2 separate regions of the Mus musculus genome follow, and region 1 is linked to region 2. A link is a contact called in public Hi-C data. All regions are on one chromosome and are shown on one strand. Each heading gives the region's core, a stretch centred on a gene start, on an enhancer-like site or on the middle of the called end of the contact. The rest is flanking DNA. Distances are from core to core; before and after follow the strand shown.

The links. A called contact is a pair of places that touch in the nucleus more often than the background predicts.
Region 1: a contact with region 2 is called in a Hi-C map of group 2 innate lymphoid cells, with 4 times the contacts expected there. The contact joins two enhancer-like sites. A contact is called at or near these places in 8 of 484 Hi-C or Micro-C datasets (3T3-L1-derived adipocytes, the HPC-5 cell line, the HPC-7 cell line and 4 more), 5 of 115 datasets of contacts at active chromatin or transcription factors (bone marrow-derived dendritic cells, embryonic stem cells, epiblast stem cells and 1 more) and 1 of 9 other capture datasets (adipose tissue).

The regions. Positions count from the first base shown.
Region 1 is chr6:149,259,321-149,264,319 of GRCm38.p6, reverse strand. No RefSeq gene overlaps it. Among named protein-coding and RNA genes, the nearest start is that of Resf1, 48 kb to the left of the region's middle. Within about 2 kb of position 3,134, at least 96 of the 459 cell types and tissues checked have an H3K27ac peak or open chromatin away from gene starts, as enhancers often do. A contact at or near this core is called in bone marrow-derived dendritic cells and group 2 innate lymphoid cells, where this site is marked.
Region 2 is chr6:149,373,254-149,378,245 of GRCm38.p6, reverse strand. No RefSeq gene overlaps it. Among named protein-coding and RNA genes, the nearest start is that of Gm38930, 23 kb to the right of the region's middle. Within about 2 kb of position 2,870, at least 115 of the 459 cell types and tissues checked have an H3K27ac peak or open chromatin away from gene starts, as enhancers often do. A contact at or near this core is called in bone marrow-derived dendritic cells and group 2 innate lymphoid cells, where this site is marked.

The DNA of each region.
Region 1 (4,999 bases), core at 1,885-4,384, 110 kb after region 2:
TTGTAACTACTGGAGCAGTTTCTGTTCTAGAAACAGAAGGCCTGGAATTCGGTAAAGTCCAATTTCCCAAGCCCATTTTCTCAAGCCTAAATCCCTTGTATGAACTTTTTCCTTCTTTAGGATTTACCTAAACATGGGTGCACATCTAGATATGGTGTCTTTGATCAGGCTCCCCAAAATTAGAGCACAATATCTTTGTGCTGAGATGGTCAATAGCTTGTTGTGTTCCCTGGTGAGTGGACTGGGAGACAGCTGAAACCAGTCAAATTTCCTGGACTTTCAGGAAGGATGGGTCTGTTGTTAGCAGCATCCACCATCTTGTTCATCTTGTGTAGCCAGTTCCTGTTTGTCCAATCAATCTGATCTGGAGTGTATTTTGGGCAGTAAATGGTTTCCACCAGAGCTACCAAAGATTGGAGAGGCCCCACTGGTTCTAAGACCACTTTCCAAGAGGCCAACTCAGCCACTATCTTTGCCTCTGGCTTCTGGAGAATCCTCTTTTGGCAGCCTTTGCAGTAGACCCTTTGAAGTAACCAGAGAGCTTCCAATAGGGCTAAGATTTCTTCTGTTTTTTATTTCTTTCCCTACTGAGGTAAGCCTTTCTCCCTAGAGTTCCATAGACATGAGTCATGGTAAAAGTATATTGGCTGTCAATACTGATAACCTTGTCTTTCCCCCTGACGAGTGCTTGAGTCCATGCAAAACATCCAGCTCACTGAGCTGAGATTCTCCTGTTCAGAGCTGGTGCCCAAATTATCTGTGCCTTCTGTGCCTGCATACCTGATCCTGTCTTGGACAAAACTGCTCTTGTCTGTGAATAATACCTTTTCTGATGTTGCCAATGGGACAGATTAAGCCTAATGGACTGAATCAGGTCAGTCACCTTAAGACAGTTGTGCAGGGGTCCTCCAGGGTCATCTTCTAGCAGGAGGCTGTCACAGTTAAAGGCTGGTGTCTTATAGAACTGAACTCAAGGTTGATTCAGATGCAGGGCTTGGCATTGGATCATCTAGGCATAGATATCCATCTCTCAGGTGTACTCCATCAAGACAGCTTCCAGAGAATGTGGGGATGTTAAGAACACTTCTTACTCTAAAGTTAATTTTTTCAGCTTCTTTACTAGCAGGGCAGTGGCTACTAGGGCCCTTATATATTTAGGCCATCCAGCTATGACCAGGTCAAATCTATTCAATAGATATGTCAATGGCCAGGATCCCAGGAATTGTATAAGGACCCCCTTGACAATGCCCCTAGCCCCATCCACATACAAGTGGACTGGCTTAATAATATCTTAGAAGCCAGAACCAGGGAAGACACCAGAGCTTTTTCCAAGGCTTTGAAAACCTTCTGTCCAGTCTCAACCCATTCTGGGGACTTCAAACACCTGGTGCTGGCATAGATTAGGTTGGCTATCTCAGAAAGTCCTATGATCTATAACTAGCAGTAATAAACTGCCCCCCCCCGGAATTTTCATGCTTGTTTTTTCAATATGAAAGTGAGATTTTGCAGGATGGCTGATATACAGTTTGGAAAAGTATCTGCCTCCCTTCCTCTAGGTTGTAGCTTGGGTATATGACCTGAGGGACACAAAGCTGAGGACACATAGCTGACTCTATATGCTGGGGTTTGAAGGATCTCTAACAGAGCTTCTGTTGCCTATTTACATTTCTTCTCAGTGGCCAAAGCTATGAGGAGGCCATCTGATACCATAGCAGGGTACTTTTTTTTATATACTTTGTCTAAATATATAAAACAGATCTGTACTCAAGGCTTCCTCAGACAATGTTGGTGAGTGTTTGAACTCTTGCAGCAACCAAATCCATGTTAGTTAACTTTTATATCTACTCTCTGGATCTGTCCATTCAAAAGCAAATATGGTTTGACTGGCCAGATCCACTGGGAGGCAGAAGAAAGTATCCTTTATATCTAGCATCATATAGATCTTTCTTTTTGAAAGAAACAGGCTGGGCTGAGGGTGGGGGGGTTGTTATAAGTGTACTTCGGGATGGATGGTTTCTGTTCATTTATTTACTTCCCTCAAATACTGTACTGGTCAAAGTTTTGAGTACTGTGTTTCAGTATGGGAAGCAAGGGAGTGTTCCATGGAGAATGACAGGAAATGAGAATTCCTGACTGCCTCAGTTGCTTGATGTGTTTGTTAATTCCTGGCCCATGGGGCATTGTTTAACCCACACTGGTATTGCAGAACTTAATAACTGAACTACAATGGGCGCCAGTGTGCTATCAAGCCTAGTGGATTTCCTTCTGCTCAAATATCAGGTACCTTGAGTTATGTAGATAGCGCTTCCTTCCTAGTGGCAGAGTTCTCATATAAGAGAGACTCCTGGAATAGAGAATAGGTGATCAGAATGCTCACAGGGGTTTGGCCTGAGTCTAGAGTTAGATAAGCCAAGTTTTCCTCAAAAGAGATGATGGCTCTGAGTTTTTGTAACAAGTCCCTCTCAGTCAGTGGGTATAGAAAATAATCTGGCATAATCAGAAGAGAGTGAGTTATAGTCTCCTACAGGCTCAGAGATATCCATGGGAAATAGAGTGTTTGGCCTATAGCTCTTTGGATCACTATTTTCTTGGAGGTGAGGAGTCTAAGTAGTTCTTTCAAGACAGAGTGAGCTGACCCAGTGTCTATCAGGAAGTTGACAGGTTCCCCCCATCCTTATGGTCATCCTGGATTCCCAGGGACTAAGTCATATTGCTAAGTTATATATAGTTACTAAATATATATATATATATAACTCCCCTGTCCCCTTCAATTTAGTTGGAGAATGGGACAGCTTCCCTTTTTTTTTTTTTTTTTTTTCTTTCAGCTAGTGCTTTCCTTCTTCCTGTGGCCCTTCTGCTTAAAATAGGCACATTTTCCAAACATTTTCTTTCCCTTTCTTCTAGCCCATTTTCCCTATTTTCTCTCTTAACTTTTTTTTGGTTTTCTTTCCCTGTCTGTTTTCAGCTGATTCTTGGTTGTCATAAACTTTCTGAGCAATTTCCAAAAGCTGAAATCTATCCATACCCTCAAATCCCTCTTAATTTTTGGAGCTTTCTTTTTATGTCTGGGGCTGAGTGCATGACAAAGCCATGGAAAAACCACAACTTGTTCCAGGAGCCAAGCCACCCCTAGCAACAGCTATAACTTTTGTAACAATAGTCACTCCACCCTGAATAACAGCCAATCAGCTCCTAAGAGGAAAGTACCTAATGTTTCAGATGTTTTGAAATAGATTACACAAGTTAACCACAATTGTGCATAAGAAGCTGAAATCATTACTAGACAATAGAAATGTGCAAAGATACGATTTTCAAATATTAACCAATCATGTAACTGCTGTGTTGGAAGGCCCTCTAGCCTGCCGTACATGTGATAAAAAGGCAAGGCTTCATCATCTCAGGACCTCCCACACCTATCCACTGTGTTAGAAAGGTTGGAGAGTCCGAGCTCAGGCTTGAATAAAGACTCTTTGTTTTTGCATATGAGTCAGATTCCTTGTGGTCTCTGGTGTTACATGGGAACCTCTCAATTTGGGTATAACCCAATCAGGGAGGATGGCAAAGGAGAAGGCTTGAAGACACCAGAACAACCAGGGAGGTAGGAAAATGACACTCCATAAAAGGCAGGGAAAACCAATAGTTCACATGAGCAAGTATTATTCTTTTTTTGTTTGCTTGCTTTGTTTGCTTTCTTTTTTGTTTTGTTTGTGTGTGTGTGTGTTTTGTTTTTTGTTTTTGGAGACAGGGTTTCTCTGTGTAGCCTTGGCTGTCCTGGAACTCACTTTGTAGACCAGGCTGGCCTCGAACTCAGAAACCTGCGTGCCTCTGCCTCCCAAGTGCTGGAATTAAAGGGGTGCGCCACCACACCCAGCTTGCAAGTATTATTCTGTTAAAGTCATATAAGGAACTGGAAAACATTCTTTGTATTTAACAACAACAACAACAACAACAAAAGGGTTTAATTGGAGATCCAAGCCTAGAAGTACAAAACACTATAAATAATGACTAGAATTCTGAAAATAAAGTTGAAGGAGTTTTACACAATGATTTCAAGACTTACTACATCCAGAAGTGCAGTATTAGGAATGTAAAAGAAACTCAAAGTAATAGGATTAATGGTATAAAGGATTTACTAGTAGAATTGCTTAGGAGACAGCAAATCACAGAAATTAGAATTGAGCTAAGGGAATGCTGCCTCCAAAATATCTCCAAAATAAATAATATGCTAACCAGGCCTATTAGAGACAAACAAAATTTCAATGCTAAGATGTAAATGTTCACCAGGACTGAGACATTAAGTTCATTCCCAAAGAAAATGCAACTAACTGGAAGCACAAGGGGACAGCATGAGCCTACAACCTGGGCTGCCATAGAGCCCTCAGTTCTCTTTTTTAAAAAAGAATAATTCAAGCCGGGTGTTCCAGGACAGCCAGGGCTATACAGAGAAACCCTGTCTTGAACAAACCAAAAAAAAAAAAAAAAATAATAATAATAATAATAATAATAATAATAATTCTGCTGGGTGGTGGTGGCCCCAGCACTCAGGAAGCAGAGGCAGGCGGATTTCTGAGTTCGAGGCCAGCCTGGTCTACAAAGTGAGTTCCAGGACAGCCAGGACTCTACAGAAAAACCCTGTCTTGAAAAATCAAAACAAAACAAATCAAAAAAAAAAAAAAAGAATAATTCTTCCAGATGGGCAAGATAGCCCCAGGCAACAATACTGGCAATATATTTGATGTATAAACCTTCCACCTGCCCAAGTGGCAAGACCTGTAGACTCCTGTCTGTGTTTAAATTTTTTAAAATGTAATCTAGGGCTGGAAATTAAAATATTTAAGGATCACAACATATGTAAAATTCATAAGTATATGGCATATATAGGTATGTCAAATCTTCTGTTTAGGATCAACTCTTATTTGAATACTAGCCTAGGCCAAACAAGCACTATTAAAGAGCTTTTTCTTTGTTAATCTCCAAATGTGTATAGCAATTTCCCATT
Region 2 (4,992 bases), core at 1,621-4,120:
TGAAATAACTCTCCAGACCTAAGAGTTGTTCTTTTTTTTTTTTTTTTTTTTTTTTTTTTTTTTTTTTTTTTTTAAGATTTATTTGTTATTATATGTAAGTACACTGTAGCTGTCTTCAGACACACCAGAAGAGGGAGTCAGATCTTGTTACGGATGGTTGTGAGCCACCATGTGGTCGCTGGGACCTGAACTCTGGACCTTCGGAAGAGCAATCGGGCGCTCTTACCCGCTGAGCCATCTCGCCAGCCCAAGAGTTGTTCTTGTAAAGGTTATTTTCATTGATTTTGAGAATACTATCCTAGATATTTGAAGACTGAAGGCATGGGAATAAAAGGGATACACGAATAGTTGTTAGAAGGAATAATTTGAACTGACCTTGGGTTTCTTTGGTTTTAAGAAAATTACTCAGGGGGTCTTCTATTTATGGAAAATTAAAAACAATGTCCTATTTTTGGAATGTATATGCCTCAGGCAGTGAGAAGCTGTTTAAGTCAGTATTATAAAATGTCTTATCAAAATTCTTTATTTTCATTTTATTTAGATTGAGAGAGACAAACACACTGTGATTAATCTTCATTGTCAACTTAAATATACTTGAAATCACCTTGAGGAAAGCATCATGGGGTGTGACTGTGAGGGTATTTCCAGAGAAGTTTAAAAGAGGAGAGAATATCAACCCTGTAGGCAACAACATCCAGTGGATTCTTGAAATGAATGAAAAGAAACAAAGAGAAAACTAAGCACCAGTGTTTCTCTCTCTCTCTCTCTCTCTCTCTCTCTCTCTCTCTCTCTCTCTCTCTCTCTCTCTGACTGCACATGTGTCTGACCAGCTGCTGCTTCATGCTCTCCCTGCCATGACAGAGTTTCCTTCAGGGAAATTATTTTGTTGTTGCTGCTGCTGCTGTTTCTAGTTTGGGCATTTTTGAAACCCAGGCTGTCCTCAAAATCTCTTATCTCCAGTCTCACCCTCTTGAGGGCTAATAACATTGGTGTATATTATAAATAATCACTACTACCCTTGCCCAGAATAATGACTTTCCAGATTAATGTGAACTAAGCACAATCCTGAACCATGAGTTATTTTTTCCTATGTATTCACAATGGTTAGATTTCCAGAATTCAACATTTAGTAAAACTATGAAAATATTTTATTAACACTCAGCAAAAAGTTATGATTAAAGCCAGATCTTTAATTTTCACAAATATGAAAAGGGCACTAGAATAACTACTTAGACTGGGGAACAGTTTTGTACTGTGAAACTGCTCTATTATTTTTTAGTATCCCCAAATCCTACCTACCAAATGACAAAGTTGTTCATGCAAATCTGCCCATTCCCTCCACCTTAACCAGAATAGGATTCCAGAAATATAAAACTGTCCCCTACGTGTGGAGAGCAATGCTATTTCTGGGGAGAATTATTTGTAGGCATGAGATGAGGCCACATTATTATATTTGAAGTAGACAGAACCATACCTTGATTTGTATATCCCTGGTTCATTATTTTAACTTTAATCTCATTTCAGGACCCCAAAGATTTAGGGGGTGTGCTGGTTAGTTTTAAGTCAACCTGACACAATGCAGAGTCATGGGAGAGGAAGGAGCCTCAACTGAGGAAATGCTTCCATAAGCTCAAGTTTCTGGCAAGTGTGTAGAACATTTTCCTAACTAGTGATTGATGTTTGTGATGGTTTGTATATCCTTGGACCAGGGAGTGGCACCATCTGGAGGTGTGGCCTTGTTGGAATGGGTGTGACCTGGTTGGAATGGGTGTGTCATTCTCGGTGTGGGTATGAGATCTTCACCCTAGTTGCCTGGAAGTCAGTCTTCCACTAGCAGCCTTTGGATGAAGACATAGAACTCTCAGCTCTGCCTGTGCCATGCCTGCCTGGATGCTGCCATGCTCCATGATAATAATGGACTGAACCTCTGAACCTGTAAGCAGCTCCAATTAAATGTTGCTTTTTATAAGACTTGCCATGGTCATGGTGTCTGTTCACAGCAGTAAAACCCTAACTAAGACAATGTTGGAGGGTCCAGTTCTATAACAAACAAACCAAAAAAAGCAGGCTGAGCAAGCTAGGGAAAGCAAACCAGTAAGCAGCATGACTCCATGGCTGCTGCATCAGCTCCTGCCTCCAAGTTCCTGCCCTGATTGAGTTCTTGTCCTGACTTCCTTCAATGATGAACAGTTATATAGAAGCGTAAGTCAAATAAACCCTTTCCTCTCCAAGTTGCTTTGATCATTGTGTTTTTAGCACACCAATAGTTACCCTAAGACATAGAATTACAGAGTCTCGTCTATCTTTCCAATATGGCCATATTTAATAAATCTTCTCTTACTGACTTCCGCTATTAATTTGACTCATTTAATTGGCCCACTGAGGACCGATAACTGAACCTGGTTTGGGGTACAGGCTGTGGCCTCTAAGCTTGATAACAGCATGAGGCTTCAACGTTTCCCTGAGAAGGTGATACTGAGCGGAAACTTAGAATTCATTCAGGATGAAGAATTCTGAACACAACTGATATATTCAATATTAGTACAATTACTTGACCTTTTTTTTATAAAAATGAAAGGAAGTAGAAATTCTGGTATTGTATTTTGCTTCTCCATATTTTTTTCTTTCTTTTTGTTTGTTTGTGGCAGAGTCTCACTATGTAGTCCTGGCTGTCCTGGAACTCACTATGTAGACCAGGCTGGCCTTGAACTCAGAAATCTACTTGCCTCTGAACTCTTAAGCACTGGGGTTAAAGGTGTGTGCCACCATGCTGAGCCTTCATGTTTTTTGTGCACACCTCTGACTGGTAGTCTCTGGAATCTGATAAAGGATTTGTTTCTTCACATCAGAAGTCATTAAGTGACTATCACCACCTGATGGCAGCAGTGTCCCACAACTGAGAGGTCACTTCAACCATAACACTAGGCAAGAAGTGACATGTAGATCCCTACTCCTAACCACATACTGAGCCGATGGAAAGCAGAAGTAAAAAGATCCTGTCAGGCCCAATCTTTGTTATCTGAAAAATTTAAACAATTATACACATTTACAAAGCACAGAATTGAAGTGAAAGTTTCTGGTTTCATTAAAAAAAAAAAAAAACTCAGTGGTGTCACATGATGTTTTTCTGGACGCTGTCTTGGGGGAGGGTACATGATGCTTTTCCTTTCACTATCTTCAGGGTTCTACTTATATTCTTTCTGAATATCACCACCACCCACCACCCTCTCAAGTATCTGTTTTCAGCAAAATATCACATGACCTTTCTCAAGACAGCTTCCAGAAAAACATCATATGACCTTCTCACAAGACAACTTCCAAGAAAACATTACATGACACAGCTAAGGTTTTAAAAATCTGTAGGTTTACAGTCTATACAAATCTATTAGAGTAATTAATATTTTTGCTTGCTTATCACTGTTTAAAACCTTCAGGATTTTCTCCTCTAGTTCATCTTAACACACATAATAAGTTGTTGGGGACTATTGAAACTAAGCTTTATGGAAATTTCTTGTGAAGAATTTGTGGTCATTCTGTACTGGTAGTTTGGCAATTAGCAAGGAGTCTCATGTAGCTTAGCTTATTTATTGTAATGTGTAACTAGTCATAAAAATAGACCCAAGAAATTACATTTCTTGAGATTTACATAACTGCCATGTCTTAAGACTAGATTACAAAGATGTATCATGCATCAATTGTATGATCTGATGACCCTCATTGTAAAGAAACCTATACCAGTCTGGGAACACCCATCAGGTGTAGTTTTCCCTGGATGGGTTGAAACATTCCCCACCAAGCAGGAAACAGCTACCGTGGTAGCTAAGAAGATATTAGAAGAAAATTTTCCAGAGGTTCAGAGTGCCCAAGGTAATTAGATTGGACAATCGATGGTTCTGCTTTTGTCTCTTAAGGTAAGTCAGGGATTGGCAGAGATATTGGGGACTAATAGGAATCCCCATTGTGTGTACTGTCCCCAGAGCTCAAAGCAGATAGAGAAAATAAACAGAACCCCTACAAGAGACCTTGGCTAAGTTGACCTTGGAGACTGGCTTTGACTGGTTGGTGCCCCTCCCCTTGGCCCTGAACACCCCCTACCATTTTAACCTGACCCCTGTTGAGATCCTGCATGGGACACCCACTCCCTTGACCCTGGCTCTTGATCCCCACCAGAGTGACTTTTCAGGCTGACAAGGATCTTATGGTTTGATTGCAAGCTTCCCAGATCAGCCATCTGGAACTGTGGCCTAAACTTAGTGCCCTGTATGATGCAGGTACCCCAGAGGTTCCACAAGAGTTCCAAGGTGGAGATTGGGTGTATGTTAAGAGACTGTGCTGAACACTCAGAAGCAAACAATCCCTGGTGTTGCTGACCACCCCACCTCCGTTAAAGTGGATGGAGTAACTGCCTGGGTTCAATCAGATCAGCACCTGCGCCTGACACCAACTAGATAGCAGCAGACACCCAAGCAACACCCTTCTGCAAGGCCAGAGAAACTATGAGACGGCTATGGTGTGTCTTCTGGCACTGAGTCTCAGCAGCCCCAACAACCCTACCAGGGTGACTTGGCAGGTGCTCCCAGCCACTGGTGATGTGGCTTGGTCCACTACCCACATTGTATCTGGTGGCTGGACCCTGACTTTGATCCCTGATTTAGTGGTAGGCCTTGACTTCAGGGGTGTTGCTGCCCTGGAGGCACAGGGAGAAGGATTGCCTGAATGTGGGGGACGAGGGACTTGTAAATCTAAACTGCGCCTCAGAAGTGGCCACGGAGGGTGGGGCTTAGGGTGCAGACACCCAAAATTGAAGTGTCCTGTGAGAAACCCCCATATATGTGTATCCCCAAGATGGGAGAAGCCAGTATCAGGCCCATCAGTGTTAGGGGGCCAACAATTTCTTCACTACCTGAGGGTGTGAAACATCTGGAAGCACATACTGGAGACCATTCCAGGGATAAAGATTCAATGGCCAAGGTGAGAGAAGGGTTAGCCAGC